Linked DNA regions of Mus musculus: all the other regions are linked to region 7. The links are chromatin contacts, called in public HiChIP or PLAC-seq and Micro-C maps. All regions are on one chromosome and are shown on one strand. The core of a region is the stretch at or near the end of the contact, and the rest is flanking DNA. Distances in the headings are between cores, read along the strand shown. Region 1 has its middle 16 kb from the start of Gm35600. Region 2 holds the start of Npas2 (neuronal PAS domain protein 2). Region 3 overlaps Map4k4 (mitogen-activated protein kinase kinase kinase kinase 4). Region 4 overlaps Map4k4 (mitogen-activated protein kinase kinase kinase kinase 4). Region 5 overlaps Map4k4 (mitogen-activated protein kinase kinase kinase kinase 4). Region 6 overlaps Map4k4 (mitogen-activated protein kinase kinase kinase kinase 4). Region 7 holds the start of Rnf149 (ring finger protein 149).

Region 1 (4,136 bases), core at 528-3,027, 290 kb after region 7:
TGCCATAGGCTTTCCACGAGGCCCCGGGTAGGTGTCTGGCTGTGGGAAGCTCAGGACCCAGTCCAAGGGGGTGGACAAGTTCTAGGTCTCTAGGCCTCATGGAAGCTAGAGATAACAGGTTCTCAGTCTCGGGGATCCCAGATGCCGCTGGACACCGCAGAAGAGCTGAGAACAAAATGGGGGCCCCAGGGACGGCTCAGTCAGCCCCGGGGCTGAAGGGAAGAGAGGGCAGGGAGAGAGGTGGTGCTGGGTGGTTCCCAAGCAGATAAAAGTCCTTGGTTTGGTCTGTGGCTGGAGTGCAGGAAGGCCTTCTGGGGAGAAGTTAGATGTAGGTCTTTAGGGGAAAGCCTATCTCATCGTTCAAGCACAGTGGGCCTTGATCAGCAGAGACAGTCTATGGTTTTAGAGCCTTATTGTAGAAAGGCAGGGAGAAAGAGAGAAGGTAAAAAGAGGGAGAGAGACTGGCCATGCCACGTGGAGAGAGGGGGGGAAGAGAGAGACAGAGAGAGAGAGAGAAGGAAGACTAGAGATGATAGTAAGCAAAGTAAGAGCTTAGAGAGAGCGAGGAGGGGCCAAGCAGCCCCTTTTATAGTGGGCTGGGCTACCAGGTAACTGTGGGGAGGAGCATACTTGGCTATAGTCAGATAACTGTGGGGGTGGAGTCTAGCCAGAATGCCAGAAGCTTGGGGCTTTATCTATGTGACTGATAGTCACACACCTCTCTTGCGGGGGCTGTGGGGGTAGTAACTTCAACAGGAACCAGGGGTCCAGGAGACATAATCTAACACCTTCTGTCCCATGTTGATGGAAATCACCACTCACAGGTCCCCGGGGTTCCAGACCTTTGCTCGACTGGAGACCAGGCTGTCTGTGTGCACATATACAAACTTTAACATTTGTTTTAAAAAGAATGGAGATGCAGGGCCAGGGAGATGGCTGAGTTGGGAAAGTGCTCTCTACTAAGCAGGTCAGAGCCTTAGTAGCACCCAGGGAGGAGCTGGACTCTTTGGTCTGTGCCACAGGAGGCGCAGAAAAAGACAGATGGATCTCTAGAGCTCACTGGCCGGCCAGGCTGTCCGAATGGCTGAGCTTCCTGCTCAGTGAGCAAGGCTCTCTTCCATATTCTCTCCAAAGTCAAAGTGCGAGATAAAACGGAAGGGGCCTTTCAATTACCTCTGCCCTATACACACACACATAGACACACACATACTCACACCACATACCACACATAAGTGTACACATGGACCTGAATGTGCACACACACACACACACACACACACACACACACACACACACACACACGGACCTGAATGTGTACACACACACACACACATACACATGGACCTGAATGTACACACACACACACACACACACACACACACACACACACATACACACACACGCGCGGACCTGAATGTGTACACACACACACACATACACATGGACCTGAATGTACACACACACACACACACACACACACACACACACACACACAACCAAAATAGGGAGACAAGAAAAAAATCCAAAGAAGCAGCGGAGCTGGGAACACATTTGAAAGCGAGCCGTGGAAAGGCTGGGTGAGGCAGGCCTGGGGTTTTGTTCCAAGCTTGGAAAATGATTTTACTTTTACCTTTTTATGTATGTGCACAAATGCAAAGATGAGAATCCTCTAAAGAGAAGGAGGAAAGTTTCTGGCTGCCTTTAGTCTTTAGGTGTCCGGAGACTGGAGTGCTTTGAGTAATAACCCAGGATCAGAAACACAGCCAAGCCCCGCCCGCATCCTGCCAGATGCCGCTATCCACAGGTCCCCAGGGCAGTGTCTACACCCCTTCAGGGACTCAGCTGGCCTCTGGATCTTTGAAATCATTCTAGAGGTCACTGAAGGCAGAGTGATTTCTCTTCAGTGGCTTCCTGGTGAACAAAACCCACACTCCGTCTCCAGTCCTATCTTGTTTAGCTAGTGAAAGCAAGGCAGAGGTTGCCAGGCTAATGAACTACCTGATATATTTAGCTAGAAAGATAATGTAGCTCTAGTGTTTGGATTTATCAAAACCAATTCCAGATGGCACCCAAGCCACAGAGAGAGGGCCATCTGGTAAGTAAGAGCCGGGCTTGTTTCTCTCTTTCTCTTCAAGGTGAAGGGCAGATGATAAACAACACAACTTCCTGTGCTAAAAACCCAGGCTGTTGGAAGGATGGCCCCTGAGCCTTACATCTTATCTGTGTTCATTCAAATACCTGGGCCACCATACTCCTTCAGATAGAGTCATTGGCTGAGCTTAGAAAATGACCTGATGCAAGTGGAAAGGTTTCAGTGTCTCCCGTATGCAGTGTATTTCAGAGAAACATGCACTCCTGGGTAACAGAGCTAGGCATTAATAAAGTCATTGGACAGACCCTTCAATTACACAAATTCCTCGAGTACATAAACCAATAAAATCAGAAATTATGTTTCTTTCTGAAACGATTTAAGCCACTGTGGTCATGTTTTGTTTAGCACCATTGGTGATGTTTTGAGGACATTCTCTGCTTGACAAGGTGTTTTCTGCCAGACACTTTCTTTGCCTGTTCCCTCTGAAACAAAACATCCCATGCTTCTGTTTATTCACTAGTTTCCCTGCTCTCCAGCACCCCTCCCCCATCTCCACCTACTCACACACAGCCCGGCCAGGCTAATCTTCTTTAAACTTTGCTCTGTTTGTAGAACTTTACAACTCAAAAGACAGTCACTACCTCTCTAGTGTCAGGAAGATAGTGCGCAGGTTGTACAAAATACCATCCCTCTTGCTCACCTCTGCCTCTGAACCTAAGTCCCCAAGGAGCCAGCCTCGTGAATGCTTCAATTTCCTCCTCCTACATTAAGATCAATTTGGCCTCCTGAATTCCGGAAGTGTGAGATAATTCTTTGGAACTGTTTTAAGCTACTAAGTTTGTAGCTGGGTCTGGAATCAGTAAGAAGCTAGACTAGCTTCTCTGAAGACTGCCCTGGTTCTAGTCCAGCTCTACACTGTGGGACTTCCACGAGGTCCTACCTGGCCCTGGCCCAGGGGCTGAGGCTGATGGCCTCACAGACATCCGTTGGCAGTCACATGTGGCACATTTGGCTCCTGTCGTGCCAGGCCCAGTTTAAGTGTTAACACTCCCACACCTGTGGTTACTGAACTGGACAGTGAAGACAGGGAATAATTCCGATGTCGTGAAAAGGTCTTTTGGGCAGCACAGGTTCGAATGGAATACACATCACTCCCTAAAGTCCACGGCTGCTAAACATGGTGAACTGAGCCTGAGCTCAAGCCCCACACTGTGGAAAGACAAAACCAGCTCCCTGAAGTTGTCCTCTGACCTCCCCATCTGCTCTCTGGCACCAGTACCAGCTCAGAAATAGCATTAAATCGCAGGAGGATCTGGTTTTGGGGGCCTTGGGCATCTCCAAGCTGATGAAACAGGACTTGGAAGGAGCATACGGACTAAAAAACACACCTCAGAACACTTCAGTCTTCCTGCAGGTTCTCACACCAAGGCAGGGAGGTCCCTAGGGGTTAGCGCTCCCACTCACAGCCGGCCTGGGGCATTGAACGGGAAATCTGGTTCCCAGCCAGCAACCCTGCTTATCCCGAGTTCAGCAGTCTCTATTTGGAACTTTCTCTAATTAGACCTGAAATCAATTGCCTTTCCTGTGATGCAAGGCAGTGATCTGTGTTTTCCCAGTGGACAGCAAATGTCCTACCACTTCTCACACTAATTTGAAACGCCACTTGGGTGACGAAATAAATCCCAGGGTGTAGATGGAGCTTCTCTGAGAATCTCTCCCGCGCGGCAATCACCCCGCTCTGTGGTAGTCTGGCGGTTTGTTTCACAATCTGGCAGAGCAATTCTCCTCTCTTTATCCTCGCTTTTTCAGTATTTCTGTCGGTTCTTCATACTTCTATCTTCCCCGATGCATTTGGAGTCGGTTTGCCAACTTCCGCTAAATATCCGATTAAAATTCCCTTTGGAGTTTACAGACCGCTGAGCTCATTGACAGTTTTAAAACATGAGCGCTCTTATTTTTGATGTGTACTCTCGTATTTCCTAAAAGCTGTAAAATTTTCTTCATTTCATTAAAATTCGCCTCTTTGGTATTTGTCCTTAAGGAG
Region 2 (3,964 bases), core at 245-2,744, 380 kb before region 7:
TTCTCGCCTGTCTCCTCCCACAGGAAAAAAAAAAAAGGTCACGTATGTTTGGAAAAATATGTAGGTCAGTGGAACATTTCCTGCACTGGTGCAAAAGGAGAGAGGGCAGTGGGGGCGGGGAGGGAGAGGCCCGGCGCTGCTCCTAGGGCGCCTCCTGGCCGCAGCCCCCGACCTGTGGCCCTGGGGTTACAAGGGGACATTTAGCGGGTTCTTGCCGATCCTTGACCCATTTTCCTGACCAGTTAAGCTCGCCCTGGAGGAGGCACCGAGCGTTCCTCCCTAGCAACCGCTGCTATATTCCACGAACAGCGTTCACTCTCACATCCCAGGACCCTTCTTCTCACCTGGTGTTCCCTCACCCACCCACGTCCCCAGTAACCTGAGTCACGGAAGCGCAGAGGCCTGCCCTTAGAGGTCGGCGTGGGCGAGGGGGACAAGACAATCACATTCTAGCAAACACCCCCACCCCGTGACAGCACAGTGGCAGTGGGCACTGAGATGATTCCCATTTACCCGGGGCACGGATTCTTTGCTACCCCCCTAGTGACAACTTTAGCAGGACCCTGGCCGGCAGCTCCTCAAATGTCAAGCTCGCCTCCCCTCTTCCAGGTTCCGCACTAAGCACAGTCTCCCCCTTCCACCGCGCCCAGTCCGGACCAGACTGGCCGGACCCCCACGTCGATACCCCCACACCCCCCTCCCCAAGCAGCCCCGCAGGACTCGCAGAGGCCCTGGGGGCGCACCGGTGTCTGCCCCGCCGAGAGTCGCCGGGGGGTCGCAGGGTCCGCGTCCCTGCGGCACGCGCTGAGTGCGCGGCTCACACTGGGTTTGGACCGTAGGGGGGTGGGGGGAGCGGGTAGCCGCCGGAGCCTGGAGGCTTAAGAGGAAGAGGAGGAGGAGGAGGAGGAAGGGGAGCGGGAGGAGGAGGAGAAAGAGAAGAGGGAGGAGGAGGAGGCGGCAGCGGGGCGGGGAGGTGGCGGCGGTCCCCAGCTCTACGCGCCCAAGAGTTTGCGGCGCGAGCGGCGGGCTTTTCCGCAGGACCCGAGGGACCCGCGCAGCGGCCGCGGAGCCCCGAGACCCCGGCGGCAGCGGCGAGAGCAGCGCCTCCCGCCGCCGCCCGGGAGAAGCTCCCCGAGCCCGCCTGCCGCCCCGGCTCCCCGCGGCGGCGGGAGGCGCGTCTCCCCGGCCCAGTCGGTGCCCGGCCTGGCGGGGCCGCCCCGGCCCGCTCGGAGGTAAGAGGCCACCGCGCTTGGGGACGCACGATCTCGGGTGGGAATACGTGCGCGTGGCTCGCGGCTCTGGTCACCTGCTCGCTAGCGCTGGGGACGCGCGGGGCAGGGAGGGACGCTCGGGCGCGACACCGCGCGAGGCTGCGCAGCGCAGGCACCCGGGGGTTGGGGCGCGGGGAGGTGAGTCCTGCGCACTCCGGGTCCTGCCGCCCTGGGCTTCGGGTCCTGCCAACCGCTGCAGCCAGACAGACGGTGGGCTCCCGGAGCTGCTCGCCAAGAGAGAGGACTAGGCACCCCAAACATCGGGATTCGGGGGTCCTCCGAGGGTGCTAGAGGGGTACTGCGTGCCCGGACAGAAGCTTTCAAGATTGCCCGCTGCCCTTCCAGAGCCCCACCGCAGGCATCCCGAAGCGTAGGGAGCCCGGGACGCCTGGAGAGTGTGGTTGCCTGGCCGGGCCCTTGTGTCACTACGTTCCTGGGTCTGACTTGGCTTAGGGCTGGACTGAAAGCCCAGTCTTTGTGCTTAGACAGCTCTGCGCTCCTGGGACTCCCCGGGTTGGATGCTACAACATTGTTTTAGTGGGAGGTGTGCCCCCTCCCCAAGTAGAGGAGGGGTGCGACCTTGACTTTTCTAAAAAGCCACTTAGGGTGGGAAGCAGGGGGCAGGGACAGGTACCAAGAGGCTCAATTCAAAGCCAGCCTCCCCCCTCTGCCCGCCTCTCCTTAACTGCTTAAGGTAAGAAAGTTTGTTTTCGGCTCTGTGGTTCATAAATAATTAGTAACCAGTTTTGTTGACAAGGCAAGATGGAAACCTTAAGCATACACGCGCATTTCCACCGACTCTAGAATCTCCTAAGGTTAAATCCGGGAGTCTTTAGTTCGTAAAGTTGTAGGCTGTAGCGTTCAACAGGTGTTGCAAGGGTCCTAGAGGCCCCAGCTTAGGGTTTTTTTTTCTCTATCCATTGCGTTAGGATCCGCCCCTAGTTCGCGGTTAGCTTGCTTCTTTACAGGTGAATATTGAGTCGTTATTAACTGCGTCGGCGGAGACAGCTAGTCTGTCTCAATCACTAGAACTCTATTATCCTTAATAGGGTTTTCTTTTATAGGAGGGATTTCCCATTTGGACTTTCCAGGTAGTTAGTCCTGAAGCAGTTCCTGGCAGGACTCAGCTCTGTCAACACCTTCCTGTCTCTCTCTTCACAGAGAAGTCCCCATCCAGCGAACTGGCCAACTAATTATGGCTTGCATGAAAAACGGCCAGCCCTGGAAGGCACCCTTCAGACTCAAGAGCAAATACTGGCTTGATCTTCCTTCCTGCTGCTAAAATTTCTCTGAAGGAAAACGTTGCCAGAAATAACCTCCAATCTCTTTTTAAATAGCCCCTAAATAAATATAATCCTGTTTTTAAAAGAGATATTGCGATCTGGGCCACTATTTTACAAAGCAAATTTTTCGTTACTGACAGATATGAACCAGTTGAGGTACTGGTGTTTCCCAGCAGTCTACTCTTTTGCCATTTCCCCTCAGAAACCCGTACCTCTATTTATTTGGAGGTCATCCCGCTGTGCAGATGTGGAAAAGGTTTTTATTCCAACTACTCCCTAGAGTTACATCTTGAGGGGTAGGAGAGGATATACTCTAGAGAAAGCACATTATTAATAAAATGTTACAACACACGCCCAAGGGTTAAACATGCCTGGAGAATGGAGTGAGACAATTGCAATGAGTGTGTTGAGAGGAAAATTTCCTGGTATGATAGATGTTCACATGGTAGCTGAAGAGATGACCTTTATATAGAAAACAATTGGTGTTTTTTTTTTTTTAACTTACCTAGTTGTTTGTAACAATTTGGTCTCTGCTTTATGTTTCTGGCTGCTTTGTAATAAAAATGTAAAAAACAATGAAATCAGTAAAAACAAATCACAATTTAAATCCATCTTTTGGGAGCGTCTGTCTTAGATCTTGATAACCTATATTAGTAGCTACTTCTCAAGTGCCAATGTCTTCAGGCTAAATTAATACGTAGGTTTCTCTCATACATTCTGGGTATATGATCTATGTGTGTGTGTGTGTGTGTGTGTGTGTGTGTGTCCAGAATTTTCCTTATAGTAAATCCTCAGAAGCCAAAGGGCTAAATCTTCATGCATTTTTAAAACAAGAACACGTGTGCTTTGTCCTGGATGCCAAGAGCCACTGTGAACTTTCCACAGGCTGTTCTGGTTGATCCCACACACACTGCAACGTCTCCCCCAGCAGAGGTCAAATTGTGAAGGGTTTGAAAATAGCCTAGTGAGTCAGTCCTCTTGGCTGCTTTACTCTAACAGTTTAATTGGCTTCATCATAGCAAGTGTCTAATGGAGCTTCACATTTACGTAGTGAAAATGGTACTTGAAGCCGCATTGGCTCACAGGGATGTTTCATTAGCATATCCCTCCCCCGCCCCGCCCCCATGCTGTTTGTAGCAAAGACAAGTTGAGGACTGTCACATCCCAATCTTTTCCTCTCATCACCATGAGGCCATGTTCACAGTAGATGCTCAATAAATAGGTTTGGGAAACAACTGGATTGTCGGTAATCACTATCCAAGGTTAGGTTTCTGAGTGCTAATATGGTACTTAACTATGAGTAATCCTGTGTTAAGTCAGATAGTGATTAATAATTCCTAAGTACACGGGGAAACATTTATTGAACACGAGCATGTAACAGAGACATTTTCCACGCAAACTTTAGCTAAG
Region 3 (4,151 bases), core at 435-2,934, 450 kb after region 7:
CGTTAACCTGACAAAGCTGTCAGTTCAGCTATTCTAACATAAAAATAGGCTATATAACTATTTTCTAACTTCTCAGATGATTTATTTGCCAAAATGGTATTTGTACCATCCCTAAAAAAGTAGTTGGTCCCCGATAGACATAGATGTGCTGAAGATCTAGCCTCGAGGTTAGAGGGCGCAACAAGAGACGGCTGTGCCGTGCGTGTGCTTAGGGCAGTACAATCTAAAGACTAAGCAATAACCTGGGTGTGAGAGTGCATGCCAGAGAGGCTGAGACAGGAGGATTGCTGTGCGGTCAAGGCCAGCCAGGGATAGCTAGCAAAACAAAGATCAACTACATAAATTACAGGCTTTTAATGATATAAGCAATACATACTATACATTAAATGGAAGGAGGGACTTAAAATATGTATAATATGGTCCTGTTTTCATATAAATTTGAAAAACTCACTTTGACAAAATTGTGATATTTACAGAAAAATGGTTTGTGCTAAACTTGGGACTGTTTTGGTTGTGAGTTCACAGGCACTCATAATTGGTCTCATTCGCTCTGGTGTGTGGCGTAGGAGGGAGCATGTGAAACAGTGCTAGGCTGTCAGAGTCTGTATATATCCAACTCCCAAACTGCAGAGAACTAACAGGCTCCGCGTTCTTGTGTATTTTTAGTAATTTATCTTAGGGATTGCCCTAAATCCAGTGTATAAAATTCTTAATTAAAATTTCTACTGTTCTAGCATTAGATAGATATAATAGTTATTTCTATTTTGAGGTATAGAACTTTAACAGTAATCAAGGAACATTGTAGCAGAGAGTAAGGAGAAACAAACAATTTCATCTAAAATGATTGTGTTTAAAACAATTTTGATATAGTTTATTGAATGAGTAAGTTTCAATTACTTGGGAAATTTGAATTAAAGGGTACTTCCTGCTTGGTTTCCCCTTGGAGTCAGAGTGAGGGTTACCATTTTTGGTAAGTCCTAGTATTATTGAGAAAAGACAGTAAGTTATAAAATCATTTACATCATCTTCTGGGGTCTGGTATTCATATTCCCACGTGCTAGATACTGGTGTGAGCGTTACTTTATACCACTGCTGGAGCTCAGAGCCCCAGACCTAAGAACTGTGCTGATGTGAAGAACTGACTGCAGCTTGAGTCTAGTCACACAGCTCCAGTCTATCACTCTCATAGCACCAACCCTGACAGAGTCTTGGTGCCTTGATCCCTACAGCAGCTCAGAGTGTTCGAACCCTGTACTGTACCCGTTCTTGCTGTTGTTGACCTTGCCTTCTGTTCTAATCAAGACACAACTGGATAGGACAGAGCATTCTTCAGCTAGGTAGGAGGGAAGCTGTGCCTTGCAGATGCTAGTTAGCAATCCACTTGATCAATCAAATGCCTGCAGCTCGCTCCTCATCTGACGTGTAAGTTTGTTCTCCTGCTTCTGTCTTGATTCCCTCTGTAGTCATTTGGAGAACTGCTACATAAGCCATTACTGGTGGATCTCACTGTGGAGGAAGGCCAGAGGTTGAAAGTGATCTATGGATCCTGTGCGGGATTCCATGCTGTTGATGTGGATTCAGGCTCAGTCTATGACATTTATCTACCAACACATGTAAGAAAGAACCCACACTCTATGGTTGGTTGCCTGGCTTCACTTGGTTTCACTTTCCCCTTTACTCTGCTCAGTGACTAACACAAGCAGGGTTTCCTCATCCCCGTGCTGTAGGGTGAGTATTTAAATGAAGCACTGTTTTCTGTCGCTTCATGTTTGGGGAACCATAGAAGCCCCTGAAGGACCTCTAGCACTTGCTTTGACTAACGTGGGATGGAGCTGGGACTGTTGCTGTCAGGCAGAGCACCTTGGGCTGGGAATGTTTCTCAGATGAGTCCGCCATCGGCTTACGTGCCCAGGACCTCAAACACGTGCATCAGCAGAGCACACAGCCTGTAAATGATAGACTCTGGGTTGTATATTGCATGGGCTTCCCAAGATTCTTGCCTGTTTGGTAGGGATGGCCAAGGGTGCGGCACTACCACATTCACTGGACATTCTTGGCTGAGCACGTTCACAGCTCCAGAGATGACCACAGACCTGCTTCCCTGTTCTTGTTCTCTAGATTCAGTGTAGCATCAAACCCCATGCAATCATTATCCTCCCCAACACGGATGGGATGGAGCTGCTGGTGTGCTACGAAGACGAGGGGGTTTACGTTAACACGTACGGAAGGATCACCAAGGACGTGGTTCTGCAGTGGGGAGAGATGCCGACATCTGTAGGTATGACACGTCGTGACGAGGCATCCGTGAGAGGAGCCACTAGGACCGCATCTGTGTGTTGTACTAATGTTGCATGTTGCTCATGCTGTCTGGCTGTTCGGTGGTTATCAGCAGATGGGAGAAGGTTGGAACAAATTCCCAGTCATTCTAGGCTACTTTAAAAGCTGTGCATTTGCTGCCTCTTAATCTGACTCTTAAGTTACCGAAAGGGCAGGTATTTGGGGTGTTTGTTTGTTTGTTTGTGTGTTTGTGTGTGTGTTTTGTTTTTGACCAATTTGTGTGGCATGAAGAGAATCAGAGAAGGAAATGCTGCTTGCTCTTGAGTGGCTGGGTTCCAGGCCCCACAGGCCCCTGAGTAGCCTTCTGCTTTGTGGTCAGGAGCTGAGGCTGATGCCTGACATTGCATGGCTGTGCTTATGTCCCCAGTGTGTCTGCTCGCCATTCGTCCTCCCTTCTCTCATGGCTGTTTGTAGAAGTGGCATGAAAGACCCCAGGGAAGTTGACTTGTTCTGGTACTGACTCATGACTACACAGTGACAGAACAGGCAGACAGCACACGGCCCTCTTTTGGTCACTTGAGTAAAGTGAACCCAGGGCCTCTTGCATGTTAAGTAGGCTTTCAGAGATATGCCTAGCACTGAGGCAGAACTCCTGGCAAACCAAGTCGTCATGGGCTAGGACTCAGCATCCGTGCATGGGAATCTGAAGTGGCTTGTCAAGACTCCTCCTCGTTAATGCTTTCTCTCTCTCTCTCTCTCTCTCTCTCTCTCTCTCTCTCTCTCTCTCAAAGCATATATCCGGTCGAATCAGACAATGGGCTGGGGAGAGAAGGCAATAGAGATACGATCTGTGGAAACTGGTCACTTGGATGGTGTATTTATGCACAAAAGGGCTCAGAGACTAAAGTTCCTGTGTGAACGCAATGACAAGGTAAGGCTCCCTTACGGCGTCTGGGCACTTGTGGCTGCTGTGTACAGTGGCTTGTGGTCCACTGGCAGTGATGATGCATTCTAAAATAAACCAAGGAGACACTTTGTTTGGGCCTATCTGGGTTTGGGCACCAGGAGATAGTGAATGGCTGCTGACTGTGTCCTCTCATTGTGTTGCAGGTGTTCTTTGCCTCCGTCCGCTCTGGTGGCAGCAGCCAGGTCTATTTCATGACCTTAGGCAGGACTTCTCTTCTGAGCTGGTAGAGGCAGTGTGAGCTGGGATCACTGACCTCTGGAGTCGGCAAGACCCTGAGCGAGACCTTGGAATTCCTTGCAACTGGAGCTCAGAGCTGTGCTGGTGCAGCCAGGACAGCTGTCTGCAGGCCACCTGCGCGTCGCATCGGGTCGGGTCGGGCCCTCTCCCCTCCCTCCTACACTTTTTGCCAGTTTATTCCCATTCTCTCCTTTTCCTTTCTCAAATAAATCAAGGCTGCATTGCAGCTGGTGCTGTCTGGACTCCACCATCGGTGCTAGGAGTGCTTGGGAATGGACTCAGACCGGGAAGAGCGAGTGAGCGAGCGAGCGCTGCGCCTTCCCTGCAGCTCCAGGAGGCCGTCTCCGAGCGAGCGAGCGAGCGAGCGACTGTCCTATGGGTGTCTGAAGGGTGTGATGAGCGCACCGTCAGACTTTGGCAGTGGGCACAAAGAAGTGAAAAGTGGGCGTAAGAAGCAGCTTGCAGAAGCAGAGAACAGATTTAATATAGTAACATTAACAATGTATTTAATTGACATTTCTCTTTTTGTAATGTGACAGTATGTGGACAGAGAAGAAGGTGCAGGTTTAAGAAGTTAATATTTATAAAATGTGAAAGACACAGTTACTAGGATACCTTTTTTTTGTGGGTGGGGCTTAGGGTGGGGTGGGGTGGGTTAAAGGGTCCCATT
Region 4 (3,640 bases), core at 560-3,059, 430 kb after region 7:
CAGAGTCCAGGACAGATTCTGTTCTTTAGAGAGTAATGAAGCTCTAGGTGCTGAGGATAGTCTAGAAGCTGCTTTGCTTAATTTTCATTTTCATAGTTTTTAAAAGTCCTCTATCAAATCTTAGCCCTGCTCAGCACCGCCACTGTGCACTTAGCTGCCTCTCTTCTCAGAGCTGAATAGAACACATTTTCTCTCAGTTGTCTTGCTCTTACATGTTCCTCATCTCTCCTTTCCTACTAACATGGAGCCGTGTCTTCTAATTCTCTGACGCAGGTGGAAGATAGATTTAGAAAGACTAACCACAGCTCCCCTGAGGCCCAGGCTAAGCAAACGGGCAGAGGACTGGAGCCACCCGTGCCTTCCCGGTCAGAGTCTTTTTCCAATGGCAACTCCGAGTCTGTGCACCCTGCCCTGCAGAGACCAGCGGAGCCACAGGTAGCAGCAGTAGCTCCCTGTGCCACGTGTAGCCCGTTGTCTCAACAGCTGGTGTGAACAGGAGGCGTGCATTCAGCGTAGGGAGAGGAGGCTTGTCGTTTGTTTGTTTTGTTGTCTAAGATTTTTATTGAACTCATTATGGCTATCTCCAGTCAATACTTTTATTTCCCCCTCCTTAACTCAGATGTGAAGTCCCTCCTTCCTCTTAAATACTTTTTTAAATTATATTTTTAGAACGTTGGTTTTATTGTATAAGCAGGTTAGAAGAGAACTTTTAACCTGAACATTTTGAAGTAAGTACTTTGTGTCTGTGGTCCCAGCTCCCTGAAGGACCTTTGGACGCTAAAGGTGGCCTTGCATTTCTGTGCAGGCTCCTATTTATTTGGCTGAATGTGTAAATTTCCTGGGAAAAGGTTTTTGGTTTTGTTTGTTTGTTTGTTTGTTGTTTTAAAATACAAAACCAGATTCTCAAACCTGTCAAGATTGAACACAGGTTATGCCTAGTGGGTTGAATATTGATTTCCTGTAAGAGATTAGGACAGAGTTTATGACTTTTCCTTCAGTCTGTCCCAGAGTCTGTCTTGTCTGAGTGCTCAGAAGAGAAGCAGCAGCCTTGTCTAGAAAGGACAGTAGGTGGCAGACACACCCATCCCCTGAGGGTGTGTAGGCACTCCTCCATGCTGCTCTGCCTCACACACTTCTCTGAGCTTTCTGTACTCGGTCGGCCCTGGTGTTTGCATGTCACCTAGGACAAGAGTTGGTGGTTTTGAGAAGAAATGGCCCTTCTGTGACAGATGCAGTCACATGAGAATTTGAATGTGTTCTGCAGTAACCAACCCTCCTGGGGGATGGTTGAGCTGAGCAAATCTGAGGTACAGGGGGTGGGGTTTATGCAGATATAGCAGCTGAGAGCTTCAGAGAGCTACACCAGAGAATGCCAGCAGAGGCAGTGGGAAGGGCCAGGTGCCACTTGCTGCTCCACTTAGTGCCTGTTTCCTGGTGAGAAGCATGGTTGTCCTGAGAGCTAAACCCAACACAAGGGCAAACTTGCCTCTGAGCAGCAGGCTCGAGAAGCTTCTGTTTGAGGAGATGAGACAGACAGCCTCTCTTCCTCCGCTGCAGAGTTCTTGCCCCAAGCTTTCACCTGCAGGAGGGAAACTCGTGTGGCTCCTAGCGTTGAGTCCCACTTAGCGTTATTTGGTAACACATCCGTTTGGTTGCTCTCCCAGTGAACACTTAGATGTTTTAGTAGTATGGGAATTGTACCAAAGCTAGGATTCTTTGGATCTGCCTGTGAGCCACAGAGACTATGCACTGGGTCTTAACTGCCGGTTTCACCTGCAGAAGCCAGGCAAGTCAGCACAAGACACATTGATTAGTGCGTGCTGAGTTACAGCTCCCATAACCGCCTTAGTGGTTGGTTATTCTCCAGCAGTGAGGTACAGGTACCTCTTACTAAAATAGTTTATAGAGTTCTGAGAGGATGTTTTTTTAAAGTGACTGCAGAAATTCACTTGGCCAATTGTCATGTCCTTGAGTTCTCATTTCAAAGGCATATTCCTACTGTCAGCCCAGAGTATCTTGATGCTGGTCAGCCTGGGCTTTCTTGGTACTGGATATTTTGGTAAAGAAATTTTAATCCCACTTTTTTCATAACTAGGAGTGTAAACTCAGCTAGGTCTAAAACATTTTAAGATTGGGAGAAAAAAATATTGGTATTCTTGAAAAGTTGGCTGTTCTTAAGTTTCTCTGCTACAGTCCCATAATAGGAAGAGTGTGTGTGCACGCACAAATAAGTCCCGTCAGTAAGATTCTCAGACCCAGGGTTCTGAGGTGGTGGGGAGGTTTGCTGATGAGCAGTGTCTCTGTCATGTGGTCCCCAGCTCTCTGTGCTGACATGGACATGCATGTATCACTCTCCCCTCGGGGGTCTGTGCATGCCCCTGTTCACTGCTGTCTGCAGTTTGTGTCTGGGCACTTTCCCTTATGCGTGTGCCTTTGCTCTTCCTCTTGCCTGTCACCAGCATGGAGCCTATTGGCTGCTCCATGCTTGACACTATGCCTCCCCGACTCACACCCACCTCCTGTTTGGGATTTAGTGTTGACCAGAAAAGCTAGTTGTATGCAGAACGCATTGAATGTTTTGTGTTTTGTTTTCTTGTAAGGTACAGTGGTCCCACCTGGCATCTCTCAAGAACAATGTCTCCCCTGTCTCGAGATCCCATTCCTTCAGTGACCCTTCTCCCAAATTCGCACACCACCATCTCCGCTCTCAGGACCCATGTCCACCTTCCCGCAGTGAGGGGCTCAGTCAGAGCTCTGACTCTAAGTCGGAGGTGCCCGAGCCCACCCAAAAGGCTTGGTCTAGATCAGACAGTGACGAGGTGCCTCCAAGGGTAAGGACAGACAGACAGACGCGCTGTTTTCTCTTTATTTAAACTTACTGTTTGCTGTGATGATGGGAACAGTGACTTACTTCATCAGGGCTAAAGGGCCAGAAGTTTCAAATGACTTCTCAGGGAGGGAAGCCATTCCCCACCTCAGCAGTTACAATTAGCCAATGGTTAGTTAGCTTTTTATCATTGACTGGTTTTAAACGTAGTTTAATAAAAAGTATTTATGGAAAAAATTTTAAGCAACATGCTTCTAAATAAGTAGAATTATAAATGTGTACAGAAGCTCTCCATTATTGTGCATGACATCAAGAATTTAAGAAAAAATCTTATGAGGAAAAATTAACAAGACCATGATTTTTTACTTTAAAGTTGAGCGTATTGTACTTAATAGTACATGAGGATTAAAAGGCACATCTCAGTTTATTTTTTCCTCCACTTGGAATTTGCTTCCTCTGAATATTTTCTCGCTTCTTTGCCAGTCTTTGCTTCCTGCTGATCTATTTGTAGACCGTTGTTGGATTTCTTTGAGCTTACTTTTGTGATTCTCACATACTATCTCAGGGAAGCGCTGCTGTATGCTCTCTGCCACCCGCTTCAGTCCAAACATGACTTCAGCATGACAGGACTGTAGAGATGGGCCAGGCTGTCTGGATCGTGCAGGAGCAGGGGAGGCTTGGGAAAGGGAAGAGCTAGCTTCGTGGCAGGCATTCCGGACTGAGGAAGGCTGTGTTATAAAGTGTACTGTGAGGAGGGGGGGCTGGGGGGGAGCTGTGGTGTTCTTCTGTTGTCTGTCTTAACTGCTGTGTTTC
Region 5 (4,005 bases), core at 550-3,049, 370 kb after region 7:
CTTAAAGAATGAAATCATCTGCATGGTTTGCTCTTCAGCAAACATCTTGTCTCCTGCTGGAGTTTTCCCGTGGACTTTCAGGGGTCACAGATGCAGAGGGGTGGTCCTAGCAAGAGAGGAGCCAGGCTCTAGCATGAGTGCCTAGCCCTGAACAACATTGCTGGTTTTCGTTGTTGGCTATTTATCTGCATGGTCTTTGTTTTCTCTCTGTGACTGAGAGTCTGTGCAGGGATTTGTTAACAGTAAGTCTTCTTGTTGCTGCTCAGATCCAGGGACTGGGTGCTGGTGTATTTGTGAGAAATCACTTTCAGGTTCTGGGTTATGCGCCTGTTTTTCTGTGGGAGCTAGAATTGTTGATTTACGTTTGCACTAAGCAGAGTGAATTAGAGCCCGAGGAGGGTGCTGTGGGAGAATGAGGCTGGCATTTGGCTGGCGCTAAAAACAGCACCGTGTTTGCGCATTCAGCAGCATTCAGCAGCGGCTCAGTGGTGGGAAGAGAGGGAGAGCCTCTTACTTTATTCATTTTCAAGAGGGTTGGAAAGAAACCCAGAAGAGGCCACATAATACAGTGACATTGACAGAGAATAACTACCGAGTTGTGTGTTGTCATAAGAGCGAGCAGCAGGGTAAAATGTACTTTTTTTTTTATCTGTTTAGAGTAACCTATTGAGGTAGTTGAGGGTATGGACAGCTAGTCCCCCCCCCACCCCCCCATCTTGTATTAGCTTAGAAAAGTTAATGAGGAATTTGCCTGTGCTAGATTTGTGAATCTTGATTAACAAAGTGACAAGATTTTGTCAAATGCTTTCTAAAAATGGAATTTGTTTTGATATATATGTATTTTTTAAGTAGAGTGAAAAATTCTTGTATTCTGGCCTAAAATTTCCTAAAAGATTTCTTGTAGGTTTCCTAGTAAAGGCTTTCTGTCTGTCATAAAGATTGAATTCACATGGCCAGGACTAGGGACTAAAAGTAAGTGCTTCAGCCTGGCAAGAAGACTGTCCTGTCTTCTTCACTGTTTGTCTCCCACCCTCCCATTTTCCATTTTTAGGACTCTGCAGGAGGGAAAGTCTGCACAGCTAGTGTTGGGTGGGCCTAGGACACTATTGGAGGAGCTGAAGGGCATCATGTCTCCCAGACCTGGCTTCTGGTCCCTAGTGTATTCTTCATCCTTACAGTCAGTAGCTGAGTTTGGCTTCTTCTGGGATCGGGGTCCGTGTTGCACAGGACAAAATGTGTATACGGGCATTTGTGTTTGCATTAAGAACTGCCTGTTGCAGGAATGCTGGCCATGTAGCTGTGCAGCAGGAAGGCTTAGCCATATCTGAGTTCTGAGTTTGGTAAAAGGGATAATGGAAGTCGGCTGCATTTCATCCTTTCCTTGTTTCCCACCTTCGTGGCCAGTAAACACGGTTTCTTCCACATCGCCCACTTCCCTTAAAGTACTTTTAAGGATGTTTTTATTAATAAGCTGTTAGTTACTACTGTGAGGGATACTCTCTGAGGAAGGAGAACTATCTGAGAGAACTTGACAGAACCTTGTGCATTCATACATCCACCTTTGCTTTCTCATTGGCCATTGGCCTTTTCATTATGAGCTGTCACTGAAGATTTGACTGTGCCTGCTCTTAGTTCTGTACAGTAAGAAAGGAATATTAAAATATAACCCACCATTTTTGTTGGGAGTGAAAATATTGGCATTGTGAGCATTTTGGGGCTTTGAGTCATATGTACACACATCTTAACTGACAGTTAGCATTTTTTCCTAGTTGACTGCCTAGGGGCAGGAAGTAAACCCAGCCAGTGCTACAGTTCCTCTTCACTTGGCTGTGCTGTGAAGTGGCTGTCCTAGTGAGCCTTATTCATAGAGCTGGGGAACAGTGGCTCTGCACTGCTGTTGCATTTCTGGGCACGTGGAGTATAGCAATACCCTCAGTGTTGCTGGTCTTGGGGAGGTGGTGTTTGTCGCCTTGTTTTGTTCTGTGAGGTGGTGTGTGTGTGTGTGTGTGTGTGTGTGTGTGTGTGTGTGTGTAAGGGATAGAGAGTCGAGTTTCCTTTTGTTGCTGAGGATGCTCAATGAGGTGAGCATCTGCTCAGTAGAAAGGCGTGCCAGCTTTCTGCCTGTACATCATGAGAACAGCGGATGCCCCTCTCTTTGTGTTTGACCCATCTTTGCCTCAGGAGGTCATGAAGACTCTGATCTTAAAATAAATCATAGACCCTAAGTGCTGCTTCTCAGACCCTCCTGCGAGGTTTCATTATAGGCCTAAATATAAGCTGTAGCTGACATCACATCTGGAAACTGAGGAGACGCAATATAGACCAGCCTGTTCTTGTTTGTAGCTGGGGAAATCAGTACTTATCCTTCAGTGGTTAAAGGTCGGTGGGAGTGGCATTTGTAGTGCTAGTGTCAGGAGGGACCCCACGCCCCTGTCCTTTGTGCTTTGTGATCCTCTTTGTCACAGGGCTGCCTTGTTTATCCCTTAGGCCTGCAGCTTGGTGTTAGCACTGACTTTATCCAGGTGTTGTTGAAGCTGTAGGCATACCTCCATAGGTAGTGAGTTTTGTATTTTATTTCATGGAGAACACAGATGCAGGGCTTGCTTAGCTTCTGAGGTCTCAGTTGTTGAGAGCACTGCACAAGGATTTGTGTGTAGCTTTGAGATAGAAGGTACATGAGCGGAAAGCTTAGGCCTAAGGAACCTTCAGCAGTAGTTCATGAAGTTAAGTGACGTCAGAAACTCGTTGCTGTGGGTATTATTTTGTGAGTGCTTTTGGAATAATGACCTATTAACCTATTTTTAGATCATCCTCACTTGGCAGTTCTAGAATACTTGTTACAAGTTTCAGAAACATTGCAAATAAACTATGTTTCTGTGTCTGTGAGAACACCATCCTAGCAAGTAATAAAAACTGTAGGGAGTAGGTCATATCTACAGCATAATGATCTGTTGTTTGCAAATAATAAAAATCAAAGTGTAAAATTCATTCCAGAATTTTAATTCAGTAAATCAAATGTACAGTTCTAGTAACCGATCATTGAGTATTTATTTTTTATTTTTATTTTTTATTTTTTTGTTACTCAGAAATCCGCCTGCCTCTGCCTCCCAAGTGATGGGATTAAAGGTGTGCACCACCACTGCCCGGCAGATCATTGAGTATTTTAAATGGGAAAATAAAACTTTATAAAAACAGTCTGCCATGTAACAGTGGATTTGATGGTAGAACTCATTGTCTTGGAACATGGTAAATCAGATGTTTTGTGTGTTGTGGTTGTGGCGATAATGCTGTCTTACATCCTTTTTGAAAAAGGGATGGTACAGAGAGACTTGAGGATACCATGATGCTTTTTGTCTTCTCCTCAGTGTCTATATAAAGCTCCCCCAGGTCTCAAGTTGACTCCCCACTGTTTCCTTGGCATCCTTTGTCCTGAGGTTCCTATAGCTTGGCCTTAGATGCTTTTCCTTGTATGAGGAGGTAGCTGGTCTGAAGAAAGGAAGGAAAAGGCTTGAGAAACTCAGCCAGTGTCAGATATAGGGACATCAGAAGTAACCTGTCACCTTGCCAGCTTGTTCTCTCAAGTTAAGCAATCTCGAGTTAAATCAGTCTCTTTTGGGGTCCTCCTGCTATTAAAAAAGGGGTACTATTTTATTTAGGCTTCTTACTGGAGTGTCTTACAGAGAATCATTGAAAATGATTGTTAAACCATATTAAATGTCTGTGCGATCTGAATTCGTGCCCTTTGGTCTCCTTGGTTTTCTCCTAGAAAGAGCTCTTAGATCCCCACCCCCTCATTTTTGAAGATTCTTGCATAACACCACCTTTTTAGTATTTCCTTCAAGTTTGTAGATTTCCTAGGAGAGGCGGGGAGGGAGCTGTTGGTGACAGAGGCAGTGTAACAGTTCTCACAAATCCGCCCCCTTTCCTTTTAATGATTGTCTCTGTTTCACTGAAGTTTTAAAAATGTCTCCATCCAATATGATCAAAGTATTAACTGGGTAAAGC
Region 6 (3,716 bases), core at 800-3,299, 350 kb after region 7:
TTTCCTTCACTTGTGAGGAAACGTTTGTTGAGACATTAACTTCAATGCTGAGAAAATGGTGGTATTTCTGATAACCTATAAGGAACATTCTTTTCTGACATTTCAGTGAGGGTCTTTGAAGAAAACATTGTCTCTCCACTAGGTACAAGAAACTCGTACATTTATCCTATGTGACTCTCCACAAGCAAGCTCTGAGGAAACTGCACATAGTGAAGGTCAGCTCTGATACTGACCAAGCAGGATAAAAAGTTAAAGTCCTTTCTAAGTTGTTGTGAAGACCATTCTGATTTCCATGTATGCTCACTAAAGACTTAGGGACTGTCTGACAGGACATTTTGTTTGAACTGTAGTCAAAGAATGGATCTTCCAGAGACTATAGACCTTTTCCGGATACAAAACCCACTGTTCTGGGCCCGACATTTACTTCCTGCTAGTTAAATGAAAACCAATTAAAAATGGGTATCCCCTCAATTCCCATGAATTGCAAGTTTATTTACTAATAATCCTTCCCAGCACTACTCCTTTGAGACAGTCTTGTTACATTGTCTTTGCTGGCCCTTGCTAGCCTTGAATTTTAGCAGTCTCCCAAGTGCTGGGATTCTCTGCATGTGACATCATGCTTAGCCTGGTTCACGATTTTCACCATTCAGAGAATGTGATAACAGCGTGAGGCCTCAAGAAGTAGGGGAACAGATGTGTGTAAGCAAATCCTGTGCTCGTTCGCTTGGGCCACCATAACGTGGGCCACTGTATCGTGAGGCCACTGCCTGGGAGGCTGGACAGCAGCGCTGGCTTCCTGGGTCCTAGAAATGGGACTAGAGGTTGTGGGAGGGACATTACTGGGCTCCTGAGGCCTTCGTGTCTTCCTGCCCTGTGGAGGCTCACTGTCTCTGTTTCCTGTGACTTTTCCTCTCATGCCTTCCTAGTGTTTCTCTTTACGGTTGAGTTTGCTACTCCTGAAAGGAAATCTGTCAGATTGGATTGGGACTCTGAATTTTAACCAATATGTTCCAAGCTATTGTAGGGTAAGACTTCACCTAGGAATTTTGAGAGAGACTCAGCTGCCCCATAACAATACACACACACACACACACACACACACACCCCAAAACTGCTTGAGTACTAATGCATTATTAACTGAAAATGAACAGCAAATATAGTGGGCATTGTAATCAGGTAGGTGGCATATTCACTCACAACATTAATGCCAGATGCTTATTTTAGATGATACAGATACAGAATTGGTAAGGGACAAACACAGCTCCATGCTTTTATGTGGTTTAAGGCAACAGGGAGTAAATGTGCCTTTCCTGGGTGAAAACCGCTCTCCAAGCTTACTGGCTTGCCACGTCATTTTGCTTTCTCATGATCATCATCAGGCCGTGGATTGGGTCCATGCTGGCACAGTGGCTCTCCTCCTCTCTGCTCCAACCCCTCAGCAACTGCTGTGTCACCTGGTAGTTAACTAGAAGTGTTGTGGTATATGATAGGGTTGACAAACATTTAAAACACCATAGTCTTTTTTGGTCACATTAGTTTTCTCCTCCCTTTTTTTCTCTTTTAAAGTAATGTTAAAGAAGATATTGAATGTTGGGGGATTGAGGTGGGGGATATAGTACTGACCTTTAAAAAATATCTTCATTCTAGGTTCTATGACCCAGTATAGGGGAATGCCAGGGCCAGGAATGGGAGTGGGTGGGTTGGGGAGCAGGGGGAGGGGATAGGGGATTTTTGGAGGGGAAACTAGGAAAGGGGATAACATTTGCAATGTAAATAAAGAAAATATCTAATAAAAATATCTTCATTCTAGCAAAAGTCTAGTCACCATTAATTACAGTATTTGCAGATGAGCATGAGGAGGTAGGACAATAGCAGAGTGACCCAAATGGCTTGGAACCTTTGCTTTCGCTAAGGCGCCTCAATTCATGCCTGGCAATGCTAGCTAGACTTGCTTTTCTTAGCTCAACAGGAAATGAGAGCCCGGCTCTGTAGAGGAAGTCAAATACACCCAGCTTTCAGTGTGCAGGCTCCTCGTTGGCTGTCTAGGAGAACAATCAGATTGGGCTCACTCTAAATAATGCTCATTTTGAAAAGGAACTCAGCTACAGCTACAGTAGACTCTGATTCAGTAGGTCTGGGTGGGGCCTGGGACTCGTGGGTCTACTCTTCCTCCATGGTGTCAAAGTACTTCCACACCGTGAATACTGAGGATGCAGATTGTTGAAGTCTGCCCAGCGTGTTGCAGGCTAGGCGACTGCCTAGGGGTTTCATTGGAGCAGACCTAATCCAGTGCCAGATTTGGATTGAGATTGTATCTCATGTGTGCAGGATGAAGTGTCTTGTGAAGCCACGCAAACTGATGATGTGAATAGATTGTAGCTTTTAGTGAGGGTTCTAGGTTTTCTAGGACTTAGTGGAGACAGGATAGTTGAGATGGCCACATCTGACCTTTGGGTACACAGGTAGGGGGCTTTATGGCTGCTCAGGTCTCAGTTTCACCAAGGTCGGGGGTCTCCCCCCCCCCCCCCCCTCGGGGAGTACAGAGTCATGCCGCTGCCTCCTTGCCACCACTGGTAGCAGTTGCTGAAACTCGGGATCCCATTTTGGTTGCTAGAGCACATCTAGCAGAGAAGGAACAGTGTTTGAGAGAGAATGAGCAGGAGGCCTGCCTTCCGAGTGAGGGCGACAGAGTTGGCCCAGGGTAGAGGGTTCCTAGTAGAGACACAAGAGGCCATTGTGGTGTGGAAGAGCTGCAGAGCCATCCGGTGACAGCTTTCAGACTACAGCTGTGCTCTGAGTCAGCAAGGGTGGGCAGGTAGAAGCGAGACTTTCATGCACACCCGTCCCCGTTTTGATCGCGTGCTCTTTCTTGCATCTAGGAAAGCAGTCAGGGAAAGGTGCCATTGACAGAGAAGCTTCAGACCAGGTTGTGGGAATACAGGTGCCAGAAGAAGTGGGTGGGAGGCAGGAAGAGCCTGAGGAGTAGAAGGAGACTGAGGAAGAAGCAGATTCGCTCTTAGTTCCTGCAAAGGTCTGCATGGCAGAGATCTGCATGTCTGTGGGGAATGGTGCATAAGAATCTGCTTCCCTCACCTCTTAGAAATTCCTAAGACCTTGTGAGGCAGAGGGACTCTCGCCCCAGTGTGAATGCCGCCCCTCCCCCTCTGATTGAACTATCTTTGTCTTCCCACTGATAGCTTTATCTGAAGTAAATTACTTTCCGGAGTTTCCAAACTAGTGGTTTGAAGTAAAGAGAAAAACTGCTAAGCTATTTGAAGATACATTCCTTTCTAAAAATTCTCAAAGTTGTTGACTAACTAAAAATTCTTGCAGTCACTTCAGTGATTTTTGCCAAGATTGTTTCATGTTTGTTTAATGTTGTTGTGGGTAAGATAGTCTTGACTGCAAGAAATAGAAGATACAGCTGAGTTTCAGCTAGTCACGGGGCTGTCCTGTGACAAAGTGGCTTCGGGTCTAGAGTTTGCTGAGTTTCCCCTTGGTCATCTTAAGGATGTGGCTCTGTCCTGCATGTCCTTCCTAGCTGCAACCTCTCTTAAAAATTTTTATTCTTATTATTTTAACTGTAGGCACGCTAATAAGTGTTAATTTTTAAAATCAGTTTTAATTTTTAGGCTTTAATTTCTTTGGTGTTTTTTTTTTTGTTTGTTTGGTTTTTTTTTGTTTCAATTTATTTATTTATTTATTTATTTTGAGTT
Region 7 (4,123 bases), core at 1,359-3,858:
TTCTCCCATCTTAATTCTTCTCAAGTGCCAGATTATCAATACCTGGTACCCAAATGGACTAAGTTCTATGAGAGCTAACTTCCCCATCTTTGCAGTGTCTACAGCTGAAGATCAAGGGTCTAACTTTATTTCTAGTTTTTCCTGTTTATCAGTCACACTGCTACCAAATTAATTTTCCTTTGGCCAGTGGTTCAAAATGCTAGATAATTTTGTTGCTCCCTGTAGTTCTGGCAAAATCTCAAGGTATTTCTGATTGTTACAAGTGTGGGGAAAACTTCTAGAATGTGGGAAGGCAGGAATGTAGCTAAACATCCTGTAGGTCACCAAGTAATAAAGGACCAAGTTTTAAAAGGCTTTTGCATGTTTCTTTAGGGATCTAACTTAAAGGGACTCCAGGAAGATTCAGTCACTTGCATGGGTACTTTCATGAACTTTCCAAAAGGTAATGATCCTCCCTTTAAATAAAACAAAACAAAAAACGGCAACTATTATTATCCTAAGAAAACTAGAAAGAAGGCAAATAATGGGGAAGGAAGTGTCCCTCCAAAGGAAGATTCTAGTCAACATGATTGAGGTGTTTTCCTGGGTCCAGATAAATTATATGTCAACAATATAAACAAGAAAGATTGCTGAGCCATGTTTAGAACAAGAGGTGTCTGCTTGGTAGGATGTCAATGTCATTATCAAAAAATGCAGAAGGGTAGAGTTAGAAAATTGTAGGGTAATGAGCTTGTCACTGAAAAGAAAACGGTCTACATTAGATGTGCGTGCATCCACACATGTACACACCCAACATCGAGGAGTCACACCGGCCTATCTTCGCTGACAGAACTTAACTTGGGAACATATATCTGGGATGCTAGGATCTCTCAGGAGCCTTGTGGAAAGATGGTGTGTGGACAGTGACAATTAGGCTGATTTGCAATCAGCGGACTAACTGCCTGAGTCAACACCACCGCAGGGACATCGGTCTATTCTCACCCACCACCGTGGTCCACAGCCAACAAACTCTTGAGTTCTTAAAGACCCGACTTCTCTGGACATTTCTCCATTCTAGCAGATTACTTTCACACCATTTCAAGTGTTCCTTACCTTCTCTTACTTCACCCTGCTATGCTTCTGCAATTTATACCCATTTCTCTCCTAATCTGGAGTCAACCAAGAAAAAAAGAGTTGATCTGTACTCGTAGCTCACTTCCTTGTCATCAAATGGCCATCATTCCCAACCGCGTTAAAAAAAATGGTTAAACCCAAGGTCACTTTTCTGTCTTTATAAGCTCTGTGTCGCATGCACACCAAAACAGAACGAGAACAAAAATGCAGTACAGGAAGAAAGATGTCTTAGCTAGTAGCAGAAACTTAAAAACCCTAATCACAGGAAATTCAGAATGAGTCAACCGTGTGATGCCTAAAGCTAATGTGATCTTAGAAGGCACAAGAGAAACACAATCAAATTCTGGGTCCCCGGAGAGAACTCTGTCCCAAGGATGACATTTTGCAAACTCATCCTTGTCTGTCCCCTGGAACAGCGTGTTTAGAGGTGGCCTCCTGACAGAGGTAGCAAGGCCTTTCTTTCCTTCAATGAAAACAGTTTAAAAAAAAAAATTCATCTGAATTCAAACTGTCCAAACCAGGAGCTAGTGCGATCACCCTACATGCGTCGAGAGAGAAACTACAGCAAGAAAACCCAGGTTTTTTGATCCAGGGTTTTGAAAACACTCATATTCGCCTCATCGAGAGGAAGAAACCACATCGAGTAGCCACTTTAGGTTGGTGAAGAGACAATGCGAGCCTGGCGGCGCCAGCCGTCCACTCCTACACACTCTCCACTCAACCAACTTTGGGAGTCCGTGAGCCGACCTTAGGAAGCGACCCGGGTTCGGGAATCTGTAGAGTTACTGAACTCCGTAGGACCTGCCACCGGTGTGTTTGCTACTCCCCGGCCGAGGGCCCTTCCCAGCTTTCTCACCCTCCCGAGGTGAAGCTCCGATCCTGCAGCGTGTGCACGCACTTCCCTCTCCACACCACCCGGGGAACCACCAGGCTCGCCCCGGCCGCGGCCAGCGGCCCAGCGCCCGGCCTGCTCACCCGCGTGAGACATGGGCTCGGTGGCGTTCCCGTTGCTCTCCAGGTTGTAGACCACCACGGCCGAGGCGTTCCTCCGCGCCGCCGCCAGCACCTTGTCCTTGAAGGTGCAGCCGCCTCGCGCCACCAGCGCCACCCAGGGCGCGTTGCCGAGGGCGCCGGGCGCCACGAAGCGCGTGTCGGGCGCGCAGCCCTCCGCGGGCGCGGGCGCGCGCGGGACGCCCACCAGGCCCTGCCTCTCCTCCCGGAGCGAGCTTTCTCCGAAGCGGCCGCTCTCCGACACGCTCCACACCGTCAGGTTCGACTGCGGGTCCACGTATTCGATGCTCACCATGGCCGAGTACCACTCGAGCGCCCCGCCGCCCACCCCGGGAGTACACAAGGCCAGCGCCAGCACCGCGAGTGCGTCCCGGGCTCCCACGCCGGCCGCGGGCCGCCGCCGCGCCGCCATGGCCGCCCGGCCGGGCTACTGAGGAAGAAGAGCGCGAGTCAGAACGAGGCGACTCACTCCAGGCTGGCCCACAGCTTTGAGGAGACGGCGGCGGCTCGCGAGAGACCGCCGAGCGCGGCGGGGGCGGACCCGCGGCGCACGCGCACCTGGAGGGGCGTGACCGGGGCGTGGCGACGGAAGGGGTGGGGCCCTGCCCGCGGGCGTGAGGAGTGCGCAGGCGCCAGGGTCTGTGCCGCAGGGCTGTGGGCGGCCGAGCTGAAGCTTGCAGATGCTGCAGAGAGTTGTGCAACCCTGCTGCCAGAGTCCCCAAGTCTGGGGAAGTTTGTGCGCTCCGGGTCGGCCAGCGTGGGACTGCGGTTGTGTAAAGTTTCTCAGAGGGTGGAGTTGACTGTGCAAGGCACGCGGCAAAAGCCTGGCTGCCTAAACCACTTAAACAAACAAGCAAACAACAACAAAAACCACTAAGTCAAGTTGTCCAGATGCCTTTTGTTACAAACTCTGTAATATATTAAATTCTTTGTTGCTCTTTTCTCAATGGTTGCCTTCGAGCCCTTTCTTCCTTCTCCTTAGTTTATGTGTGCCTCTGTTTGGACGAAGACGAAGGTGCTACATTAATCAAAAGGGGGGAAAAAGGGGAAAGGATTTGTTTGGAGGTAAATGGTGGCTGATAGATAGTCCTTCGACAACACAGTGGGTGGATACTTTCAGTGTACCATTAAAAGATCCTGAACACACTAAACATAGTTAAATGCAAGTATGGTAACTCTGCTCCGGTAAAATCTTGAGTAGAGCTGAGATTTGAGATGCTCTGGTAGATCAACCCCAGCGAACCTGAAAGGTATTTCCTTTGAAGAATGTGAAGTCTGACTAGACCCGAATAAACACAGGAGATCTCTCCATAACGCTGAGGAGACATCACACCCGAGTTACCAAATATCAAAAGACATTTAAAATACCTCTTCATATATGAGCTACTGAATATCAAAATGTATTTAAACCTAAGAAGTGGACACTTAAGTGATGGACTTAATGCATAGCTATACATTGTTAGGCACTATTCTGAAGACATACACACACAGGCATATACTGTGACAGACCTTCAACTCATCCCTAAGCCTGACTTATATTATCCTTTTTATCTGAGGGGCCTCAGGTCACCTCACAGATCTCTGTTGTATTGGTCAAACCAGTTTCTCCTGAGAACCAGTTCTATAAAGGAACACCAAGTCTTTAATTACACTGGACTTTCAGCAGAGGCCTGCTTCGATTCTGATGGAGCAACTGAACTCATGATTTCAAAACTCACTCACTATGCCGTTGTGCTGCCGCATTTCTGAACCATGTTCCCTGTGAGGCTTGCTCATGTTGTTTCCCCCTCTTTACTCAGTGTGAGCAAATGCCAAAAGTCCCCTTTGTGTGGCAATAAACTGTGTGATTCGTGAAATCATCGTCAGTCTCTTTATTTCTACCAAACAAACCACTAAGGAGCTGGAAATGAAGTTCAGGGCTTTGATTTCTGATTGACTCACTAGTCTTCCTTCTTTGTGCAAGAGTTTATAATTACAGGAAGTAGTTTGTTGGGGCCCA

What was found. A called contact is a pair of places that touch in the nucleus more often than the background predicts. HiChIP or PLAC-seq counts read pairs in DNA pulled down with a chosen protein or histone mark.
Region 1: a contact with region 7 is called in an H3K4me3 HiChIP or PLAC-seq map of the 230-238 cell line, with 2.6 times the contacts expected there. The contact joins the enhancer-like site here to the promoter of Rnf149 in region 7. A contact is called at or near these places in 1 of 39 promoter capture datasets (hippocampal neurons) and 3 of 115 datasets of contacts at active chromatin or transcription factors (the 230-238 cell line, bone marrow-derived dendritic cells and thymic regulatory T cells).
Region 2: a Micro-C map of embryonic stem cells shows a contact between it and region 7, with 2.7 times the contacts expected there. The contact joins the promoter of Npas2 here to the promoter of Rnf149 in region 7. A contact is called at or near these places in 3 of 484 Hi-C or Micro-C datasets (embryonic stem cells, muscle stem cells and uterus) and 1 of 115 datasets of contacts at active chromatin or transcription factors (memory CD8 T cells).
Region 3: a contact with region 7 is called in an H3K27ac HiChIP or PLAC-seq map of regulatory T cell precursor, with 4 times the contacts expected there. The contact joins the enhancer-like site here to the promoter of Rnf149 in region 7. A contact is called at or near these places in 1 of 39 promoter capture datasets (embryonic stem cells), 9 of 115 datasets of contacts at active chromatin or transcription factors (the 230-238 cell line, astrocytes, bone marrow-derived macrophages and 6 more) and 2 of 9 other capture datasets (adipose tissue and liver).
Region 4: a contact with region 7 is called in an H3K4me3 HiChIP or PLAC-seq map of embryonic stem cells, with 2.3 times the contacts expected there. The contact joins the enhancer-like site here to the promoter of Rnf149 in region 7. A contact is called at or near these places in 3 of 39 promoter capture datasets (the 3T3-L1 cell line, the C10 cell line and embryonic stem cells), 2 of 484 Hi-C or Micro-C datasets (bone marrow-derived macrophages and cerebellum), 11 of 115 datasets of contacts at active chromatin or transcription factors (the 230-238 cell line, the SCID.adh cell line, bone marrow-derived macrophages and 6 more) and 3 of 9 other capture datasets (adipose tissue, liver and macrophages).
Region 5: a contact with region 7 is called in an H3K27ac HiChIP or PLAC-seq map of microglia, with 6 times the contacts expected there. The contact joins the enhancer-like site here to the promoter of Rnf149 in region 7. A contact is called at or near these places in 3 of 39 promoter capture datasets (the C10 cell line, the HPC-7 cell line and neural stem cells), 5 of 484 Hi-C or Micro-C datasets (CD8 T cells, embryonic stem cells, erythroblasts and 2 more), 14 of 115 datasets of contacts at active chromatin or transcription factors (the HPC-7 cell line, the SCID.adh cell line, T-cell acute lymphoblastic leukemia and 11 more) and 3 of 9 other capture datasets (bone marrow-derived macrophages, embryonic trunk and macrophages).
Region 6: an H3K4me3 HiChIP or PLAC-seq map of bone marrow-derived macrophages shows a contact between it and region 7, with 4 times the contacts expected there. The contact joins the enhancer-like site here to the promoter of Rnf149 in region 7. A contact is called at or near these places in 1 of 39 promoter capture datasets (embryonic stem cells), 5 of 484 Hi-C or Micro-C datasets (CD4 T cells, CD8 T cells, embryonic stem cells and 2 more), 14 of 115 datasets of contacts at active chromatin or transcription factors (the 230-238 cell line, the SCID.adh cell line, astrocytes and 10 more) and 3 of 9 other capture datasets (bone marrow-derived macrophages, liver and macrophages).

What each region holds. Positions count from the first base shown.
Region 1 is chr1:39,866,319-39,870,454 of GRCm38.p6, forward strand. No RefSeq gene overlaps it. Among named protein-coding and RNA genes, the nearest start is that of Gm35600, 16 kb to the left of the region's middle. Within about 2 kb of position 1,778, at least 96 of the 459 cell types and tissues checked have an H3K27ac peak or open chromatin away from gene starts, as enhancers often do. A contact at or near this core is called in the 230-238 cell line, where this site is marked.
Region 2 is chr1:39,192,778-39,196,741 of GRCm38.p6, forward strand. It overlaps Npas2 (neuronal PAS domain protein 2), which reads left to right and starts at 1,495. Exons shown (of 21, transcript NM_008719.2): 1 at 1,495-1,965.
Region 3 is chr1:40,021,242-40,025,392 of GRCm38.p6, forward strand. It overlaps Map4k4 (mitogen-activated protein kinase kinase kinase kinase 4), which reads left to right. Exons shown (of 32, transcript NM_001252200.1): 29 at 1,464-1,613; 30 at 2,119-2,278; 31 at 3,069-3,208; 32 at 3,388-4,151. The coding sequence ends at 3,471. Among named protein-coding and RNA genes, the nearest start is that of Il1r2, 61 kb to the right of the region's middle. Within about 2 kb of position 1,685, at least 46 of the 459 cell types and tissues checked have an H3K27ac peak or open chromatin away from gene starts, as enhancers often do. A contact at or near this core is called in the 230-238 cell line, regulatory T cell precursor and thymic regulatory T cells, where this site is marked.
Region 4 is chr1:40,001,157-40,004,796 of GRCm38.p6, forward strand. It overlaps Map4k4 (mitogen-activated protein kinase kinase kinase kinase 4), which reads left to right. Exons shown (of 32, transcript NM_001252200.1): 16 at 274-435; 17 at 2,601-2,831. Among named protein-coding and RNA genes, the nearest start is that of Il1r2, 82 kb to the right of the region's middle. Within about 2 kb of position 1,810, at least 47 of the 459 cell types and tissues checked have an H3K27ac peak or open chromatin away from gene starts, as enhancers often do. A contact at or near this core is called in the 230-238 cell line and embryonic stem cells, where this site is marked.
Region 5 is chr1:39,942,727-39,946,731 of GRCm38.p6, forward strand. All of the region lies in intron 2 of Map4k4 (mitogen-activated protein kinase kinase kinase kinase 4), which reads left to right. Among named protein-coding and RNA genes, the nearest start is that of Map4k4, 44 kb to the left of the region's middle. RefSeq lists an enhancer at 2,884-4,005. Within about 2 kb of position 1,800, at least 107 of the 459 cell types and tissues checked have an H3K27ac peak or open chromatin away from gene starts, as enhancers often do. A contact at or near this core is called in CD8 T cells, the HPC-7 cell line, the SCID.adh cell line and 11 more, where this site is marked.
Region 6 is chr1:39,920,837-39,924,552 of GRCm38.p6, forward strand. All of the region lies in intron 2 of Map4k4 (mitogen-activated protein kinase kinase kinase kinase 4), which reads left to right. Among named protein-coding and RNA genes, the nearest start is that of Map4k4, 22 kb to the left of the region's middle. Within about 2 kb of position 2,050, at least 163 of the 459 cell types and tissues checked have an H3K27ac peak or open chromatin away from gene starts, as enhancers often do. A contact at or near this core is called in the 230-238 cell line, CD8 T cells, the SCID.adh cell line and 11 more, where this site is marked.
Region 7 is chr1:39,574,739-39,578,861 of GRCm38.p6, forward strand. It overlaps Rnf149 (ring finger protein 149), which reads right to left and starts at 2,609. Exons shown (of 7, transcript NM_001033135.3): 1 at 2,089-2,609. The coding sequence starts at 2,536.